2 separate regions of the Ovis aries genome follow, and region 2 is linked to region 1. Evidence: chromatin contacts called from public Hi-C data. All regions are on one chromosome and are shown on one strand. The core of a region is the stretch at or near the end of the contact, and the rest is flanking DNA. Distances in the headings are between cores, read along the strand shown. Region 1 overlaps PPFIBP2 (PPFIA binding protein 2). Region 2 overlaps PPFIBP2 (PPFIA binding protein 2).

Region 1 (4,909 bases), core at 2,125-4,624:
GAGGGACCGGGGTGTCTCCTAACCAGAACCGTGTACGCTAGCTTAACATGGATCTGCAGCCACCTCTGGGGAGAGCTTGGGACTCCCCCTTGAGGGCCGTGAGCTGAACTCTGTGACACTCCGCCAGCAGGATCTGAGCCAGAGAGGCCAGCCCTCTGATGGGTGACTGCACTTACCTCCCTCAGGGCCGGGAATGAGGTGTGTCAGGTGCCCCAAATGATGGGGCATTAGTGTAAAAGGAAGCTTCAGGAGTTCCCTTCCCAGGTCTGACTCAAACATCAGCTCTTCCTGCTGGGCTGGGAGATTAAATGAAGTTTCATCTCATGTGATTTCTTTTTTTTTTTTTTTTTTAATTTAAGAAAAAAATAGCATCATGAAAGAATCCTTTCAAGTTTATATTTAAAGGGATTTATCCCCAGTGAGAAAATAGAACACAAGTTTCCATATGTTTGACAACTGTCATCATCTCAGTTTCTGGGGAAAATTCTCCCACATGATCACGTTTGCGGGACCTCACCACCTCTGGGCCTGTGGAGTGTATCTGACTGGGATTCTGGACTTGACCCCTCATACTGGTGTCATCAGTGTTTTGTGATGGCAGCTGCACAGCCACGATCTGTGCCTCCAAGGCTCCGTACTGAAGAGGACCAGGAAGGTCAAGGTCACGATAGTCATGTCTGTAGGAAGTTGCCGTGATGTTATTCTCAACTATGGGACATGTTGAAAATCTCTACTCTGACTTGGGCGTGAGGGGGCAGGGCTCGGTGGGGAACAAAATGAGAGTCAAGATGAGGTGCAGATTTGGAAAGGGGGAGCTCTGCAAAGTGCTGGCCCCATGGAGAGCGGGTCACCCCAGAAAGACTTGTGAGAGAAATCAGAGTGGGCACCAGTGTTAATAGCTCACGATGGGCAACAAATAGCTGAGAAGGAAGAGGCTGGGCCCAAGAGGTCACCAAGCCTGGAGATGGCCCTGCTCGGTGTCGCCATAATGGCCGCTCCTCAGCAGTAACCTGCACACTTTGGGTTCTGCCATCAGCAGGCTTGGCGTCCCCCTCAAGCACAGCTACTCAGAAAATGATCTTGGGTCTACTACAAGTCACAACAGGCCTTAAAGTCTAATGTTGCAGATCAAGGAGGCAATAATCTTAGGTTGGAAGACATTTTTTTTTAAGGGCAGCAACAAATGGTCACCTCAGTTATAAAAAAAAATCTTAGTAAAGATTTTTAGTAAAAAAAAAAAAATCTTAGTAATACCTACACAGTTCAAGTGGAAGCAATGCCACTTTCCGGTGGATTGTCTCAGAATGCAAAGAGCTCCAGGCCAGTTAAAAGATGGCTTGAGTTGCATGTGTTCATTCATTAAGAAATAATGCCTACTTGACTATGTGCCAGAGGTTAGCAAGGCTCATGAAGTTCAGAGTATAGGCGGATAACCAGCCACTAGCAGTCACACTGGTAAATGTTTAAATGCAAATGATGTAAAAGATGATACAGATACCACAAGAGTATAGAAGGGAGATCTGAGGAAGTATGGTGGTTGGGATAGCTTTGCTCAAGGCAGTCTGAACGATGGGCAGGGATTAACCTGGCAGACAGCTCCAGACTGAGGGAGCTGCAGGTGCAAGGGCCCAAGTCAGATGGAACTAACAAGCACGGGTGTGGCTGGAATAGAACTGCGGAGAGCTAGTAATACAAGAGGCAGGCAGGGTGCGGCGTCAGGCCTGGCTGTGTTGGTCACGGGTTAAATTTCAGGCCCTTTGAAGAGCAGGGAAGGCCAGGATCAGACTTAGGCTTCAGTCGTATTGTTCCCCTGGATGCCATGGGGCCAATGGATTCAAGAAGGGCAAGACGACAGAGAACCAGCCGGCAGAGACTGTCCAGGCTGTCAGCACTGACTGCTGGATCAGAGGAGCCACAGTAGAGCTGGAGATAAACAAGAGACTCAGGCAATTTCCGTGAAGGTAGAATTCACAAGGCTCTGTAGATTACGTATGTAGTGTGGAAAGACCAAAGAGATGCCAAGGAGGGATCCTGGGTTTCTGGCGCAAGATGGAGATGCCATTTAGTGAGACAGGGACATCTAAAAGGGGGAACTGAGAGTTCCACCTGGGCGATGACAGTTGGAAGAGGCCCAGATGCCATCCATGTGGAGATGTTAAGTGGAAAGTTACATGAGTTTGGAGTTCAGAAAGTCTATGGAAGTAATCACCTTTATGCTAATTTTTCTGAATGAAACCAATCAACAGGACCATTTGTCTGTTAAAACGACCCTAGGTTTGGGACAAGGGTGCTCAGTGATGTCTTTACTGAAGGGGTACTGTAGAAAGCAGGGGCCCAGGGGTCAGAAGATAACAGGCCTGATTTCCAGCTCCACCATCAGCAAGTTGTTTTAATATCACCTTCCCACTCAGCAACCTTCAGTGGCTTCCTATAATACGATCTAAAGAATGGCTTCAGAATTCTTTATATTCTCATCCAACAGCCTTTACAGTAAGGCCCCACCTTATCTCCTGGCCTCAGTTCCCACTGAAAGCTGCCCATCCTCTGCTCCAGCCCAACAGGCTGTCTGCCCTCATGCTTCCTGTCTGCCCTCTCCCTAGACGCCTCCCCTCTTCCTCCTCTCTTCAAGCCAACTCCCTCCTCTGAACTAGAACAGCCAGGCCAGCCTTTACATGTCACACTTTAGCATTTGTCCTTGCAGTGTTTGATTTCTATCCTGCTGGCTTGTCACTTCCTCCCTGACCCTCCCTTTAGGCTCCTTGACTCCCAGGCGCAGAGATGCTCCCACTTAGCACGCTTCCCGTCCCTTTGTCCATAAGGAGCTGCCTTGTATTTGTTTGTTTGGTTTTTTGCATCTCTGTTTCTCTTGCTCCCAAACCCTACCTCTCCTGCCCTTTACACTTGTGTGCATGGTTTGGGTACCCCCGACAGGGAATGCAGATGCTAGAAAGGTGCAGGGGAGCAGATTCTAAAAGAAAAAACTGTCTCTTCCTTATGTCTGAAACTCCAGGCCTTTGTTTTGTAATGGGCACACAGCTCTTCCTGAAGCAAGGACCGGCCATCTTTAAAGATCGGAGCCAGCTGCAGTGCGGAGCCTGATGGTGGCTCGTGCCTTGGCGTCATCCTCTGTGCATGTGCTTATGCAGGGTTGTAGATCCTGGCAACACCCTGCTCTTTAACCATCAGAACTCTGTCTTGCTCACTCGTCTAGGAGTTACTGCAGGAGCTACGGCACCTTAAAATCAAGGTGGAAGAGTTGGAAAATGAACGGAATCAGTACGAATGGAAACTGAAGGCCACCAAGGTAAGAAGCAGTCCTGCTGTTCATGAAGAGGCTTTGAGCCCAGTGGGGAGGGTCTGTGTCTGAGCCTGGGGTGTGCAGTAGCCTTCGCTTGAGAAATGTGAATTGACCCCATTGTATGCACAGGCAACAGTGTGCAGATTGTGTAAGCAGATGGATCTAATCCAGGAGGGCTCTTCCCCTGGAGAAAGCCCCCAAGATTCTGAGTTGCTAAAGTCACAAAGTCTCTGTGCCCCACAGCAACCCCCAGGCTGAGGCGCTATGAGTGATGAGTTTTAGGGCAGATGAATGCCAACATTATCTTGGCTGCATTGTTTTAAATTTAGCGGTCCCTGTAGTAATCAGTTTCTAAAAAGAGGCATGCTTTATTTTTAGCAATTCCTAAAAATATGTACTTGTCTTTTTTTTTTTTAAACCAAACCATATTTCTATTGAACTGAAGAGCCTGCTGTTTAAAGGATACCAGTGATATATTATTTTTGCAAAATAAGTGTTATTCTTCCCTGTTTTGTTTCTTCTTTCATTTTCTCTACTAATTGAAATGGATTCAGCCCACACATTTATTGTCTTGGCCAGAACATTGTATTTTAAAACTTTGAATTAGCTTGCACTTAAGCAATAGGAAATTTCACATTAAAATACAGAGTTAGACTTCCTTGGGGGCAGAGGAAGGACGATCTGGAGTTAAGGGAAGGAAACCTTAAAACCCTGAAGCAACTTTCTTGCCTGAGGAACTGAACTGGGCTACCTAGGGTGCACACATGCCTGCCTTTCCACCAAGAGCTCTGCAGCGCCACCCACAGGCATCACCAGGTACTCCCATAGGCATTTTCATCTTATTGCTAAGTGAAAGTCGCTCAGTCCTGTCCGACTCTTGGAGACCCCATGGGCTATGCAGTCTGTGGAATTCTCCAGGCCAGAATACAGGAGTGGGTAGCCTTTCCCTTCTCTAGGGGATCTTCCCAACCAGGGATCGAACCCAGGTCTCCCTCACTGCGGGTGGATTCTTTACCAGCTGAGCCACAAGGGAAGTCCAAGAATACTAGAGTGGGTAGCCTATCCCTTCTCCAACAGACCTTCCCAACCCAGGGATCGAACTGGGGTCTTCTGCATTGCAGGAGGATTCTTTACCAACTGAGCTATCAGGGAAGCCCATTTTCATCTTAGAATTTTTTTCCCCAACATCTAGTTTATACTTTGTTTTATTTTTCTATAACTTTAAATGATTATAAAAACAATAATAATCATTAGAGATAAGTTTTAAATCACAAAAATTTAAAGGAGTAAGAATCACTAGTATACCACCCAGGAGTTAACCACTATTAATATTTCCTTCCAGGCATTTCTCTTTTTTTGGAGGAAGGGGGGTCTCTCTGTTAATTTTTGGTATTGATAATTTATTCACAATTTTATACCATATTGTTTAAAAAAAAATATCTGTGATGTTGATGTATATATAAGTGTAAATAGTTTTCTTAACTACTTTATTGATGAGGAAACTGAGGCACAGAATAGTTAGGTAACTTTCCCCAGATCTTATAGCTATTCAGCAGCAGCACTAGACAATCTAGTCTGTCTTTATCTAAGTGTCCCTTGTATGCTCTATGC
Region 2 (4,959 bases), core at 1,461-3,960, 51 kb before region 1:
GAAATCCGTGTTCTGTGCAGGTGCGTCTGGACTCACGTTTCCGCATGTTGGAGATGGAGACCCTTAGCATCATCTGAGGGTGGAGTTCTCCAATCCTCTGACGTCAAAAGGCCATTCATTCAGACATCTGCACAGACTCAGCTTTAGGCTGGTGCCAACCAGCCCCTGCCCAGCTCATGCTGGTCAGGTAATGATTCCAAGTAATTGGAAAATAGCTGGGCTGCGTGAAGCTGGAAAGATATGCTATTAAAGGGAGGAAAATAGAAGGAAAGAAATAGACCAAGTCAGCTTAATCAAGGAGGGCAGTTTATAAGCAAAAGAGTTTTAACAAGCTATTCCCTTATGTGTTGTTCTATAAGACAAATTCAGGAATTTCTATTATTAGCTTCTGTAAACTCTGTGGGGCACAGTTTCAGTATCTGTGTCTGAACTCTGGGCTTATCCTCAAAGTTGGTGGCACACCACGGAGCTTTGGACAGGGCTTTTGTACAGGAAAGGTTCCTGAAGTCCAAGACAAGCAGGCTTCATGGAGCCTGGCCTGCAGAGTAGCATCAATGAGGCCAGCCTTTGACAGTATAAGATTGAGACCCTCTTTCATGGCTGGCAGACCAGGCCAAGCTCAGGGTCAGGACTTTCAGGAGATGAAGCTGAGGCCCATGCCAGAAGGCTACAGCATCTCTGCTGTGACGGGAATGGAGGCGAGTTCCAAAAAGAGGCCGCCTCTTTCCCCTCCGTGCAGGTAAGCTTGTGGTGACCTAGGGGTGAAGCTCTCAGGGGGAGTGGAGCCCATAAGGAGCTGGAAACAGCCAACTAGTGAGAAGCCAACCAGTAAGACTCTGATGCTATGAAAGATTGAAGGCAGGAGGAGAAGGGGGCAACAGAGGATGAAATGGTTGGATGGCGTCACCAACCTAATGTCCATGAGTTTAAGCAAACTCTGGGAGTTGGTGATGGACAGGGAAGCCTGTGTGCCACAGTCCATGGGGTTGCAAAGAGTCAGACATGACTGAGCGACTGAACTGAACTGAGTGAGAAAGGGAGGGGTGATTAGACCCAGTGAGCCTGGTTCCTGGGAGGTGCCCAAGCAATACTAGAGCCAGCAGAGTCTCCAGATGGAGCATCTCTGGGGGCTTCTCTAATAGCCGGGTACACACATTCTTCATCCACAAGGCATCGGACTGTCCCACTGTTTAATCACTTCAGATGTGGGTCCACGGGATTTTTTGGTGAAAACCTGAGGTTTCAGGGACTAAAGTCTGAGCAAAGACAAACCCAGAAGCAGCAGAGGGGAGGGTGGGTAAGGGGAGAGCTTGGCAGAGACCCTCCAGAGGGACTGTATTCTGTGCTACTTTCTGGAAGTGGGGTTCATGGAACAGGCCTGGCCTCCCAGGGGAACCCAGGCTCTCCTTGGCCAGGCTGCAGGTGTCCTGCTCAGCGTGTTCAGGCAGGTGGAAGGGAATGGACCAGGTGAGGCAGTGTGGGAGGGAGGGATGAGCCAAAAGGCCAGCTCTATGCCACCCTCATGTGGATGTGAGTGGACTTCGTTTCCCTCCTCTGGGACTCAGTTTCCCTACCGGAAATGACAGCTGGTTTGACAATACCTCTGTAGGATCTGGCCACGCATTCCAGTTCTGCAGTTTAAGGGCTTTAGAGCAGCCCCCTGGTAACCATCAGTCCCTGCCTTCCTCAGTCTGGACTTTTGTTAAAAATATATTTATTTATTTAACTGTGCTGGGTCTTAGTTTCGGCATGCAGGATCTAGTTCCCTGACCAGGGATTGAACCCTGGGCCCCCTGCATTGGGAGTGTGGATTCTTAGTCCCTGAACCACCAGAGAAGTCCCTCAGTCTGGACCTTTAAGTTTGCAAAGTAGAGACAAATTAGGGAACCTCTCTTGGTATAGCTGCTCCATGTCAGGGCTCAGCCAAAGCCGTCATCTCTGGAGCGGTGAAATGGGATGCCCTGACCGGGGAGCCTCCTCTGAGCCTGCTCAGCTGGTCCGGGGAGGTGAATCCCATCTTAGGTCTCACCTCTGTCCGTCTATATATCAGATATTCATGTGCCCTCAGTTACCTTCTTAACCAGATTCTCCAGAAATAAGGAAATAAACCAGACCCAGGAGGGCACATGGCCACCCCCCACCAGCCCCCATCCGCTCAGCCACCTTGTCACAGATGGCGGCTCCTCAAACAAAGCCCCTGCGTTCCTGCCAGAGTCAGCCTGCAGTCTTTCATTCTGGCCAGAGGAGCAAATCTGTTCACCATATTGAAAAGCCAGAGTTTAGGGGGAGAAAAAAAAGGATGGAGGAAGCTGTTTTATGAATTATAAGCCGTCAGCTTGCCCTGCAATTCTCTGTATCTCTGTCCTCCACCTAGGGCCTGGAGTGAGAGATGGATGGATGGGGTATTTGTGTGGCAAATGCGTTCATTTTGAAAAGTTACAGGCAGGAATTATATAGGAAAATGTTGGCTTTCTGGATGTTAGAAAAGGGGAAATTTGGTGATTGTTTTTCATTAAAAAAAAAAAAAAATGAAGGCTTTGTGAGTCAGTTTCCAGTGTGTGTCCTGCTATAGGTGTGAACTTGAGAGCTCAGACTTGTAGGTACTTTCTCTCCTGTCCTCTCTCCTGATGCCTGGTGTGCGGGTTGGAGGAGGGCCCTTGTCTCTGTGCAGTACTGGAAAAAGCCACTAGGTGGGAGTCAGGGACAAATGCTGGAAAGTCTAAAGCTCAGGAACCCGCTTTGTGAGAAAAATAACTGCCTGCTTCCGCTCACCCCCAGCCAGCCACGTTGAAAGAGGACATAAGCTCCTCTCATTAGTGAAGTTGCTGGACAGTGTACCTGAGTCAGCTGGCAAAAAGAATTATTTTCCTTGGAAGCCAGTGGACAAAGGATAGGCCTGGGATGCCTCCACTGCTTGTGCCCCCGCCCTTCTCCTTGGGGGAGGAGACCAGAGGGATGACTGCTGGTCCTGGGAGCAGAGGTCTGACCTTCCATTATCAAAGCTAAGAAGCTCTCTCCAGACACCTTTAATCCCAGTGCCTTTTACTAGCACACTATTACTTAGGATGGCTCTCCATTTCCTGACCTGTGTTTTTCAGGCCCTGTCCTAGAGAGGTTTCCTATACCTTGGGGATTTTGAAAGTTTTTTTTTTCCTGGCATAACACCCCAAACTGGGGCCTTTAGCCATTGCAAACTTAGCAGTTTTAATTTTCCTGAATTTGGGTGTTTTTTTTTTTTTTGCCCTCTTCCAAGTAATTGCACCTTACTAAAATTCTGGAGATCTGGATTCTTTCAGACCTGACTCGAGACTAGTTCAGCCCCTAAGAACCAATGTTTATAAATGAGCAAGAATGTGCAAACACTGGTGGGAGAGCAAATAAATCCTTCCCCGCTCAGTTTCCTGCTCCGGGCCCAGGGGACATGGTGGGCGGTGTTGCCGGGTTAGCATGACCTGAGGTCTGAGCATGTAGACACCCGCCCACCCTCTGCCTGCAAAGAGGGCATGCCAGAGTCACAGCGCTGGGCGTCCTGCCCTTTCAGGCAGGTAGGAAGGTTCAGGAGGAGTCGTACTTCAGGCAAACTGCTCAGTAGCCTGTGCTCCAAGGAACTTCTGAAAATAGTTTCCTTTTACTCCTCAAATATAGTCATTAAGACTGGCAGGATGGGGAGACTGTTAGCGATGCCCAGTCTCGGGCCCGATTCCCAACCTGCTGGGCCTGAATCTGCATTTTTACAAGAGTGCCCTCTGTCCCTGGAGATTCATTATAGAGAGACATCATCCTCACCCGGGGGTCAGCAATCTAGGGTCTGTATTTGGTCTGCTGCCTATCTGTTATTCCCTGAAAGCCAAGCATGATTTTTTGTGATTTCCAGTGATTGATGGGAAATCACAAGAAGACTAATTTGTGATGTGAAAATGATGTGAAATTTAAATCTTACTGTTCACACACACACATAAAGTGTCACTGGAACACAGCCACCCTCACTGGCTTCCACATTAGCTGTGGCTGCTTTTGTGCTGTAAATGAGAGAGTCGACTGTAACAAACCATATGGCCCGCAAGCCTGAAACGTTTGCCATCTGGCCCTCTACAGGCAGAGTGTGCCGCCCCTTCTGTTACCCATTTTGGAGACGGGTCTTCATGCCTGGACACTGTGGGTACCTGGGCTATGGGGCCAGGATGCTGTTGCACAAGCAGGACCTTGCAGCCCAAAGGACCACCCACGGTCCTCAGGCCGTCCCTTCCTCTCCCAGAGGTAGGCTCACGGTGCAGCATGCCTGCTGAAGGACATAAGCCTGTGTTTGATGTATCAGGGTGTCCTGGCACCTATCATCATGGCCCAGAGGCCAAGGCTCAGCCCTGAGCTGGAGCTCAGGATGCAGGCCAGAGGTCAGCTGACTAGCTCATGACCCTTCTCTGTCCATAGTTGTGCCTGATTCCTGGCCACCAGCAGGAGGAGCAAATCTCAGAACTCCATCCACAGTCATTCCCGCATACGTGGGATTCCAGCCAGATAAGCAGCTCTCCTGAGGTCTCCCCGCTGGACCCTGGGATGAATTCACTGATGGCTCTGGCCTCATAGGTGTGTTTTCACTCCCGCAAATGATCAGGTGCCTGCTCTTTGCCTTCAGCTGGCTGCCTCATGTTCCAGACAGTAATGAATTGAGTCTCACTGACCTTGACTTGCTTTTGGGAAGGCTCTGAGGGCTATAGGGTTACCGTAATGAATCTTATTGGTGTATCCTGTGTGGCTCCTGAAGACTTCTCCCTTTAGTGATGGATCCAGGGAGTCCCTGAGGCTCTGCCTCGCAGGGCAGTACAGTAGAAGTGGGACCACCCCCACCATGCTTAATAAGGGCAGCCTAATCCTTTCCAAGTAACTACTTAGATGGGCTAAAACCCAGGCTTTCAATCTTTTGGGAGTCATGGATCATTTTGATGATCTGATGAAAACTAT

What was found. Hi-C and Micro-C count contacts between places; a contact is called where the count stands out from the background.
Region 2: a contact with region 1 is called in a Hi-C map of hypothalamus, with 4 times the contacts expected there. The contact joins two enhancer-like sites. A contact is called at or near these places in 7 of 16 Hi-C or Micro-C datasets (blood, hypothalamus, liver and 3 more).

What each region holds. Positions count from the first base shown.
Region 1 is chr15:44,755,671-44,760,579 of ARS-UI_Ramb_v3.0, reverse strand. PPFIBP2 (PPFIA binding protein 2) reads left to right here. Exons shown (of 26, transcript XM_042233096.1): 7 at 3,212-3,304. Among named protein-coding and RNA genes, the nearest start is that of OVCH2, 100 kb to the right of the region's middle. Within about 2 kb of position 3,374, at least 6 of the 54 cell types and tissues checked have an H3K27ac peak or open chromatin away from gene starts, as enhancers often do. A contact at or near this core is called in hypothalamus, where this site is marked.
Region 2 is chr15:44,806,247-44,811,205 of ARS-UI_Ramb_v3.0, reverse strand. All of the region lies in intron 3 of PPFIBP2 (PPFIA binding protein 2), which reads left to right. Among named protein-coding and RNA genes, the nearest start is that of PPFIBP2, 65 kb to the left of the region's middle. Within about 2 kb of position 2,710, at least 21 of the 54 cell types and tissues checked have an H3K27ac peak or open chromatin away from gene starts, as enhancers often do. A contact at or near this core is called in hypothalamus, where this site is marked.